2 separate regions of the Sus scrofa genome follow, and region 2 is linked to region 1. The links are chromatin contacts, called in public HiChIP or PLAC-seq maps. All regions are on one chromosome and are shown on one strand. The core of a region is the stretch at or near the end of the contact, and the rest is flanking DNA. Distances in the headings are between cores, read along the strand shown.

Region 1 (5,051 bases), core at 695-3,194:
ACCAGCTCCGATGTGGGCCTCTTCTCGCTTGCCAGATGCGTAGGAGTCACTCAGCCAGTTCTGAGGCTTTTTTCAGAGGAAGTTGTTCCATATGTATCTGTACGTTCAGTATGTTCATGGGAGGAGGTGAGTTCAGGCTTCTCTGACGTCCCCATCTTGAACCCCTTTTCTTTCTTTTTTTCATGTGGCTCTGTCTCTACATCTATTTCTCTTGGACACTGACACACAGTTTTTAAAATTACAGGTAAAGGAAGTGAGAGACATACATCCTGTGCTGTTTTAAGGCAGGCTAATTTCTTGCCATTTCTTAATGACTGTATTTATTTTCCTTTAACCTCACATGCCGTTTCCTAACACATTGCCCCAGTGCACTGATTCAGTTCATTAGACAGTGGTTCACAAACTTGTCTGCACCTTAGATTCAAGGGGAGCTTCAGCAAATACTAATGCCTGTGTACCAGGCATTAGCGACATCACGGAGCTGCGGGATGCTCTGGGCTTTGGAAATTTATAAAGATTCCTAAATGATTCTGATTCATGGCCAGGTTTGGGAATCACTTTTCTTCTTCTTCTCTCTCTCTCTCTTTTTTTTTTTTTTTTTTTGGTTTTTAGGGCCACACCCACAGCATATGGATGTTCCCAGGCAAGGGGTCTAATCAGAGCTATAGCCACTGGCCTATACCACAGCCACAGCAATTCGGGCTCCGAGTCACATCTGTGACCTACACCACAGCTCATGGCAATGCCAGATCCTTAACCCGCTGAGCGAGGCCAGGGATTGAACCTGCGCCCTCATGGATACTAGTCAGATTCATTTCCACTGAGCCATGATAGGAACCCCACTTTTCTTTTTCTTTACCAAAAAAAAAAAAAAAAAAAAAAAATCTAGTTCTAATCATCTGGGAGCTAATTCCCAGCTAGGCTCTCATCAGAAGCATTTCCCTTATAAATCGCTGTAGGAAACAGCAGGAGATTAATCCTAAATCTATCTCTTCTCCTACTGTGATTGCCTTGGTCTTTATCAGGTTTGTTGAAACCCTTTCTACTACAATGGAAAAAATAAAAATCATTAAAAAAAAAAAAAGAAAGAAAGAAAGAAAGAGGAGTTCCTATCATGGTGGAGTGGGGACGAATCCAACTAGGAACCTTGAGGTTGTGGGTTTGATCCCTGGCCTCGCTCAGTGGATCCAGCACTCCCGTGAGTGTGTAGGTCACAGGCAAGGCTCGGACCTGGTGTGGCCATGGCTGTAGTGTAGGCCGGCAGCTGTAGCTCTGACTAGACCCCTAGCCTGGGAACCTCCACGTGCTGCGGGTACAGCCCTAAAAAGCAAAAAAAAAAAAAAAGAAAGAAACACTTTCTGATAAGTGCAGGGACTCCATTAATCTGCATACACATTTCCTGTTCTGCTGTGTCTTCCCTCTAATAATTTAGTTACGATTTGCATGATACCTTTTTTTTATTTTTTCCAATTCAAATGGCTTCTCACTGTACCTGAGTGGCTGGCTGCGTCTCTCTACCTGCTGTCTTCATGTCTGGGTAGACAAAATTTGCCTGTCTACTTGTGTCACCTCCATCTTCTGGATCTCGCCAGCCAGCTTGGCAAGCTTGCTCCAAGGGTTGCTTGGGCTACGCCTCAGGCTGGGATGTTTCACAATTTGGAGCCAGACTTGGTAAAGCAATTCCACACTTCTGCGTCTGTCTATTTCTGCCTGACTGGGGGCAGATTAAATCTGCTTTCGCTTCTGTAATATAAGCACATTCGATTAGGGACCCTCTGGTGGTTAGAGTCCATACCATATGGACTTTTATTAGGAGCTAGGGCAGATACGAACCTGAATACAAATTCTCTGGGGCCTTTTGGGCCACCCTTTGACCCAAGGGAGTCTATGGACATCATCTCAACATAGATCTGAATGTTCAAGTAAAGACTAAGACTGCTGTTTCATCAGGGCCTTGTCTCCACTTAGCATGAGTCACTGTCTTTCATCTGCCTTGGCCCCGCGGGTTGATAACACCATCTGATTTCCGGGGAGTGGGGATGACAGAAGAATAGATGCTTTCAGCTGAAGCATTGCTGAGTCCTGGGCTGTTTTAGGCCACATGGGGCCTCAGCGCAGAACAGTCCTTATTCTCATCTTTCTACGTGGTTCATTACCTCTCTCATTGGCTAGAGCCAGAGTGTCCATGCCAGCCAAGGGTAAGCGTTCAAACTCACCCATGTCATCAACAAAGGGCCAAAATCATTCTTTCTCTTTTAAGTTAAAATACTTCTTAATTTTTTCAGTTGTTTAAATTCTTTTATGCTGGAGTTCCCGTCGTGGCACAGTGGAAACGAATCTGACTAGAAACCTTGAGCTTGCAGGTTCAGTCCCTGGCCTTGCTCAGTGGGTTAAGGATCCAGCATTGCCTTGAGCTATGGTGTAGGTCGCAGATGTGGCTCAGATCTGGCTTTGCTGTGACTGTGGTGTAGGCTGGCAGCTACAGCTCCAATTAGACCCCTAGCCTGGGAACCTCCATATGCGATGCGGGCGGCCCTAAAAAGACAAAAAAGACAAAATAAATAAATAAATAAATTCTTATATGCTTTGTCTCTTTGAAGACAGCTATTGTTATATTAAACTATAGTTTTAGGTATTTCAAGGAAATTTACTATTACTTTTAGTGACTGAAACATAAAGGCATTTTCTCCCGCTTTACCTCTGCTTCAGGAACCCAGGAGAAGTTGAGAAAGTATATGATGCCCAAGGCCACTGTGGTTTCTCTAGATGAGGGTAAACATGGGACATTTCACTTATGTATTATTAATGCAGCATCACTATTAATAATAACTGAATCTATTGAGCATTTACTACGTGCCAGACACTTTGCTATGCTCTTCCCATAATTTATTTCAATTACTTCTTGTCCCACCCTACAAAGTAGGTAATATTTATTATCTCCTTTTTACATATGAGGACGTAGGAACTTAGGGAATTTAAAGCCTACACAGCTAGTAAATGGTAGGATCAGAACTCGAACCTATCCTGACTACTGTTCTTAATCTCTAGGGTTTTGGGATGATCTCCTTTTATAGAAATGCTGTCCTTAAATCCCAGTGGCACACCTTTCTCTGATTTTAAAAACTAAGACCAGGAGTTCCTTGGCGGCTCAGTGCGTGAAGGATCTGGTATTGTCACTGCAGTGGCTCAGGTGGATGCTGTGGTACAGGTTCAATCCCTGACTCAGGAACTTCCACAGACTGTGGGCATGACCAAAAAACCCCACAAAAAAATAAGGCCAGTATGATTGTTGGGGTTGTAAATATGAAGGATTGATGCATATAGCAGTCACTTGAAAAATAATTATCGAGGGAGTTCCTGACGTGGCACAGCGGAAATGAAGCTGACTAGGAACCATGAGGTTGCCGGTTCAATCCCTGGCCTTGCTCAACGGGTTGAGGATCCGGCGTTGCCATGAGCTGTGGTGTAGGTCGCACACGCAGCTCAGATCTGGTGTTGCTGTGGCTCTGGCGTAGGCTGGTGGCTACAGCTCCGATTAGACCCCTAGCCTGGGAACCTCCATATGCTGTGGGTGCGGCCCTAAAAAGACAAAAGACAAAAAAAAAAAAAAAAAAAAAAAATTATTCGAGTTCTCGTCATGGCTCAGTGGTTAATGAATCTGACTAGGAACCATGAGGTTGCAGGTTTGATCCCTGGCCTCACTCAGTGGGTTAAGGATCCGGTGTTGCTGTGAACTTTGGTGTAGGTCGCAGACGCAGCTCAGCTCCAGTGTTGCTGTGGCTGTGGCTGTGGCCAGCAGCAGCAGCTCCAATTTGACCCCTAGCCTGGGAAACTCCATATGCCGTGGGCACAGCCTAGAAAAAGGCAAAAAGACCAAAAAAAAAAAAAAAAAAATTGTCAATGTGTTGATTGGCAACAGCGTTTTATTCATTCAGATTTATTCATTCAGATTCATTTTAATATTCAGGGTTCTGGATGTTAGGAGATGATGGAAGGGGAGCAGCTTTGGCCTCCCAGGGGGTTCAGGCAGATGGTCTCTTCAGCCACTCCTGTGCCCTGTCATTGCTTATTCCAGGTCTGCTTTAAAAGGCTTCCTTCTTTCCCAGACCTCATACAAAAGTGACGGAGCTGGCTGACAAGCCTGAGAACCGCTGAGGTTTTTGAAGGAAAAGACAGCAGTTTCAGAAAATGAATCCTGTGGTTTAGAAAGAAATCAGCTTAGCTTATGATCTGAGTTCATTTTGTTCTGTTCTTTCTTTCTTTCTTTTTCTTTTTTTTTTAATAAGGAAAGAAAAGAAGGGGGGGGGGAATTGTTCTCGTCACAAAGAAAAACAATTTCCCTTGGCCTGGAGAATTATAGTCTATTTATGAAGGCTTCAACCCTCTGAGATCCTTGGATTTTTAGAGTCAAAAGGGACCTTTAAAGATAGCTTTTTCATCTGAGTCCTGAATTTTATTTTTTGTTTGTTTGTTCATTTTTTGTCTTTTTGCCTTTTCTAGGGCCGCTCCCACAGCATATGGAGGTTCCCAGGCTAGGGGTCAAATCGGAGCTGTAGCCACCAGCCTACACCAGAGCCTCAGCAACACTGGATGCAAGCTGCATCTGCGACCTACTCCACAGCTCATGGCAATGCTGGATCCCTAACCCACTGAGCGAGGCCAGGGATTGAACCGGCAACCTCATGGTTCCTAGTCAGATTCTTTCACCACTGAGCCACAATGGGAACTCCCTGAGTCCTGAATTTTATGGAAAGGAAACTGAGGCCTGAGGAAGTGTGGGCCGTATAACTAGTTAGTGGAGCTGATGCCCAGTTTTCCCTCCTTTTCTATCTTACTTCTTTTTCATTTTGTTTTTTTTTTTTTAAATGGGATGTTCATAGGCTACTGGGAGAAAAAAACAAGATAGCCTCTGCTTCTTCAGGAAAGGTCAGTGAGATCTCTGAAACTTCTAGAAAGAGGAGAGTCAAATTGATTAATCTAATTTCAGGAATAGTCTTGATCTTATTAGCTGAGGGACTGAATAAGGAGGCAGAGGCCCTGCAAAGCAAGAG
Region 2 (4,794 bases), core at 1,173-3,672, 180 kb after region 1:
CACTTGACTCACAGGACGGGAGCTTGGGCTGTGGCCCCTCTGTAACCTCCTCTCTTCCTCTGCAGGTCCCCCAAGCCCCTCTGATAAGGATCCCCCACACTTCCTTCTCATCAGCCCTGTGTCCAGCCCAGACCTCACCCCTGACTCCTTCCAACTACGGAACTCTCCTCTGACCCTCTCCAGGAGTCTCCCCGCAACCTGAGGTCTCCACGCTTGGCATCCGCACTCAGGAGGCCTGTAGCTCCGAGTCACCAGGGGGCTGCTCAGGGAGGGGAGCGGCAAGGGGAAAACATGCTTTAGGAGTGGGTGATTCTATACCATCTGAAGCGGGGAGTTTGGTATGACCAAGCCAGAAATCTTGCCATCAGAAACTGGGGTCCTGTTCTGTGGGCTGTGGTCCCACCCCCTCCTGTACACTCACACCCTGGGGACAGCACTCAGGCTCAGGGGTAGCTAAACAGGAGTCACGGGGCTCCCCAAAGGCGGGGGTCAGGCCAGGGATGCTCTGAGTCCATGTCTCCTGCACCTGTGCATGCGCGTGCGCACACACATGCGCACCCACACACACACCCCACACACACACACTCCCCCTCCCCCCACTCTGAGGGCCATGCCTCAGCAGAGGCAAAGCGGGGTTCTAGCCAGACCCACCCTCTGGCTGCTCCCAGCATCTTCCCTCTCCTGCCTCTTCTCCCCTCTGCCAAAAGGGTCTCTTCCCAGCATCCCCTTCCCTCTGCAGAAGGGGCTGAACCCCTTCCATTGAGTTGGGATTCGGCTTCCTTTACTTCCCCATTAAAGACCTCAGATCCAAGGACTCGGCCCTCTTGAAGGAATAAAAAGGAACTGCTGACACTTAAAACCCAGAGCCCGCTGGTCAGATTCAAACACGTCCACAGGTGGTCCTTCCAACCGCCCTCTGGACAAGAGCACTATCCCCTTCTCCAGGTCAGGGGCCAAGGCTCCCGAGGGTGATGGCTTCAGAGGCCTTTGGACTGTAGGTCCTGTCCTGCAGGCCTGAAGTACACTCCCAGAGAGGCTTCTAGAAGCCAAAATGCCTATAAGACCCAAGGATGTGACTCACCCTCTGGGTCATTTCAGCCCAGTGGTTGGGGTTCCTGGTGGCTGCCCTGCCAGACACAATAGGCAAGGGCTGCCCATCGCCCCAATGGACCTGGGACCTGCCCCAGGAAATGGTGCCGGGGATGCCAGGTGATGCCCAGAAGGGCACTGGTGCCAGCCTGGTAAGTAGGAGCTGGTCAGGCTCCAAAGGGTTAATGGAGAGGTACAGAGAGGGAAAGTGCCAGAGAAATCCCCCTCCTTCCTGATGAAATCCACCCACACGGGCACCAACAGGAAGAGAGAAGAAATTCTAAGGAGAGCCTTGGCAGGAGCTATCTCACCGAAGAACACAAAACTCGCTCTGTGCCAGGCCATGTACCTCCCTGCTCCTCCACCTCCGGCAACTTCTTCCCAGCTCTGGTCCCACCAGGCAGTGGCGGGGGGAGGATGGGAGACTGTCCCTGCCCTCAGAGAGGAGCTATGGAACTGGCAGCAGCAGCAGTACCTAGGACACGTATGAACGGAATCTGACCTAGACCTCTGGGCTGGGGGGAAAGGGGGCAGGGCAGGCAGCCCACAGGGGTAGGCCCCCTGCCAGGCACCTCCAGGACTGGGGACCCAGCCATGCAGCCTAGTCTCATGCAGGGGATGGTGGGCAGTGAGCTCTGGTTGGTCTGTCCTCCAAGTGCAGCAGCCCCCACCACCCCCACCAGGGCAGTCTGAGCTCCAGGCCCTGCCCACCGGGCCAGCTTCTCTCCAGCAGGTACCAAGTCCTTTCCTGTGGCTCCCGCTCCTCACCAAGGCCTGTCTTTGTTCCCTTTGTCAACGTGGATGCCTTCTGGCTCCTTCAACTCAACTCGGGGACCCCTTCCTTCTGCCACTGACCCTGACTCATCTTGTCAGGGGAGGCTGGGCGCCCCCCTCATCCTCCCCCCACCCTGAACCCTGGACCCCACTGGCATCAGTCCTCAGGGCAAGGATGCATCTCACTCAACTCTCGCCTCCCAGCCCCAGCAGAGGCCCACACAGGGCACTTACAAGTGACATTCGAGAGAGAGAAAGATTTCTGGGCCTGGTGTGGCAACTTCCTCCTGTTGCCCTAGACCTTGACCTTGACCCAGAACAGTGTCTCTGAATATGCGTGCCTGGTGGGAGGGAGGCGTGGATTTCCAGCACGGGGCTGGGCAAGCACTGGGTCACAGAAGTGGGGATCCCAGGAGCATCTCCTCCGCCTGGGGACAGCCCCTCCCCCAACAGGCAGACAGTGGGGAAGGCACCTTCTCAAGGGTCCTTGGGACTTGGCACTTGTGCCAAGAGGAAAGCGCGGGTCCCCAAAGGACAACCAAAAGCAGAAGTTTGCTGAGAGGTTGCCATGGTTTTGGGGCAGGGCTGCGGTGAACCACTTCAGCGTTTGCAGGGCAGCTGGGCAGCGGGTGTGTATGTAGCCATGGCAACGGGGTGGAGGGGGAGAAGGGGCAGAAAAAAGCAAGGGGGCCGTCCACGCGGTAGGAATTCATGTGCAGCTCAGGAGCCAGAGCAGCCTTCAGTCTCTCTGGGGGCTTCAAGCCCCTGCCCAGGGCGCCCTGGCTGTGCCCCTCCCTCCTCTGCTGGGCTCACCCCGCTTAGGCTGCTTAATACCTCTAGCCCCATCAGCAGCCTGCCTTGAACCAGTCTCAGCCACACTCTTTCTCTTCCACCACTGCAGTGTCTTCACAAGGAAATCTTCCAGATCAAGTGCAGTGACAGACATAAATTACACAGACACTACATGTTCTTAACACCAGACTCCTGACTCGCCTTGGAAGGAGGGCAGGTTGTCGTCCTACACTTTCCCCTGCAAAACCCCCCACTCCTACCACTGGGGGTGCACTTAATCCCAAGCAGGGCTCAGCAGCTGTCCCTGTCCCTAGTCTTGGGCTCTCTGCTGTCCTCCCAGGGGCAGCCTCCCCATACTGAGGGACATTTGCCCCAGGCCTCTGGCCAGCCAGGAAAGGAAAAGCCAAAGAAAAGCCAAACATGCTCCACCTCATCCCCCCACGATTCAGCATGACCCATTGTCTTTGGGCCTCTCCATCCATGAAGCAAACATGGGGCCTCGAGAAAACACCCACAAGGAACACCTCCATTCCCTAAAGCCGGCCAGCCCATGTGAAACTCCTCAGGCAGGGTGGTTCTGGCTCAAATAGCCATTCCTTATGCGTGTGCCATGCGTTTTAGGAGCTGAGTTACCACGGCCGGCATCTCGTCTGGCCTCACAGTAACCCCACAGAGGGGCGGGATGAAATCACGGATGCCCCTTTTGCAGATGGGGAAACCGAGCCCCAGGGGATGAACACACTTGTGCAAGGTCCCCAGGAATTAAGACTGAACCCTCCGGCGGCCAGTCCAGGGCAGCTTCCGCTGCCCTGAGTACCTGCAGCCTCCTGGGCCTCCTCTGCCAGCCCCATTTCTGACAACGCTGGCTGCAGGGCCCTGGACGGCACTGACCTTCACTTTGCCCAGCCTCGTCTCTCCTCTCTGATCCTGCAAACAAACAGGGTAGGAGGAGGGAACCAACTTGCGGAGCACTTTCTAAGTGGTATCTCATAATACAACGACCAGCTCCTGTTCTATTGTCCGATTTTATAGATGAGAAAACCGAGGCCCAGACAGACCAGGGAGGCTCCCTGAGGCATACAAACAGGGGGTTCAGGACCCTGACTAGAACACAGACATTCTGACTTCACTCTGGCTCTTCCCTTGCCTCTAAGTGCCTCCGTTCATGCCACCAGAGGCCTGGGATGGCTCTGCCTAGGGAAGCACCAAAGCAAAACATAAGGCTGGGCTTTCTCATTCAGGCACCAGATGCTGCTTCTCTGCGGAGAACAAGCCCCTTGGACATGTGTCCAGGGCTCTGCTCAGCCCTGTCCTTGGAGACTGCCTCTGATCTGGTCAAGAACCAGCCTCAGGGTCTGCCACTCACCCCCCAACAACCATCACCCCAGGAAGAAGCCTCCTGGCGGCATCTGGCATGGGGCTTGCCCCTCCCTGGAGGATGCTGTCAGAGCCTGCCCGTGCTGTCACTTGTCCCCCACCAGCAGACATAATTATCACCAGATCTCCAGCTGCCAGTCTACAGAGCCAAGAAATAACATGCTGTGATGTGTCCCACCCTCCCAGGGTCCCTGGCCAGCCCCATGCCAGGCCCTGCTCCCCTGTGCCTTGGGCTCCTGAAGCAGAAATCATCCCACCAGTGAGGGCACAAGGCTCTCCCACCTCTACTGTCCCCAGTGACCTGAGCTGGCAGCGCTAACTGACCCTTTTCCTTTGCAGCACAGCAGGGCCTCATGTTAGAGCAAACCGGGTGCCAGAAGCTAGAACAACCTGTGCTCATCCGCCAAGTCCCAAATGGAATCAAGCCCAGGAAGCTTTTTTTTTTTTTTTTTTTTTTTTTAAATCAAATGGCATCCTCAAACCAATTTTCCTCCCAACCAGACCTGAACCCAAATGTTTTCTAAAATGACTGAGTCATGGAGTTCCTGTCGTGGCGCAGCGGAAACAAATCCGACTAGGAATGAGGTTTGGTCCCTGGCCTCATTCAGTGGGCTAAGGATCTGGCGTTGCCATGAGCTATGGTGTAGGTCGCAGACGCGGCTTGGATCTGGTGTTGCTGTGGTTGTGGTGTAGGCCGGCAGCTGTAGCTCCAATTAGACCCCTGGCCTGGGAACCTCCATGTGCCGCAGATGCAATCCTAAA

What was found. HiChIP or PLAC-seq counts read pairs in DNA pulled down with a chosen protein or histone mark.
Region 2: a contact with region 1 is called in an H3K27ac HiChIP or PLAC-seq map of alveolar macrophages. The contact joins two enhancer-like sites. A contact is called at or near these places in 2 of 2 datasets of contacts at active chromatin or transcription factors (alveolar macrophages and skeletal muscle).

What each region holds. Positions count from the first base shown.
Region 1 is chr3:93,346,612-93,351,662 of Sscrofa11.1, forward strand. The region is part of intron 2 of LOC110260018; the gene reads left to right. Among named protein-coding and RNA genes, the nearest start is that of CALM2, 23 kb to the right of the region's middle. Within about 2 kb of position 1,945, at least 5 of the 83 cell types and tissues checked have an H3K27ac peak or open chromatin away from gene starts, as enhancers often do. A contact at or near this core is called in alveolar macrophages, where this site is marked.
Region 2 is chr3:93,524,974-93,529,767 of Sscrofa11.1, forward strand. All of the region lies in intron 8 of TTC7A (tetratricopeptide repeat protein 7A), which reads right to left. Among named protein-coding and RNA genes, the nearest start is that of TTC7A, 65 kb to the right of the region's middle. Within about 2 kb of position 2,423, at least 24 of the 83 cell types and tissues checked have an H3K27ac peak or open chromatin away from gene starts, as enhancers often do. A contact at or near this core is called in alveolar macrophages, where this site is marked.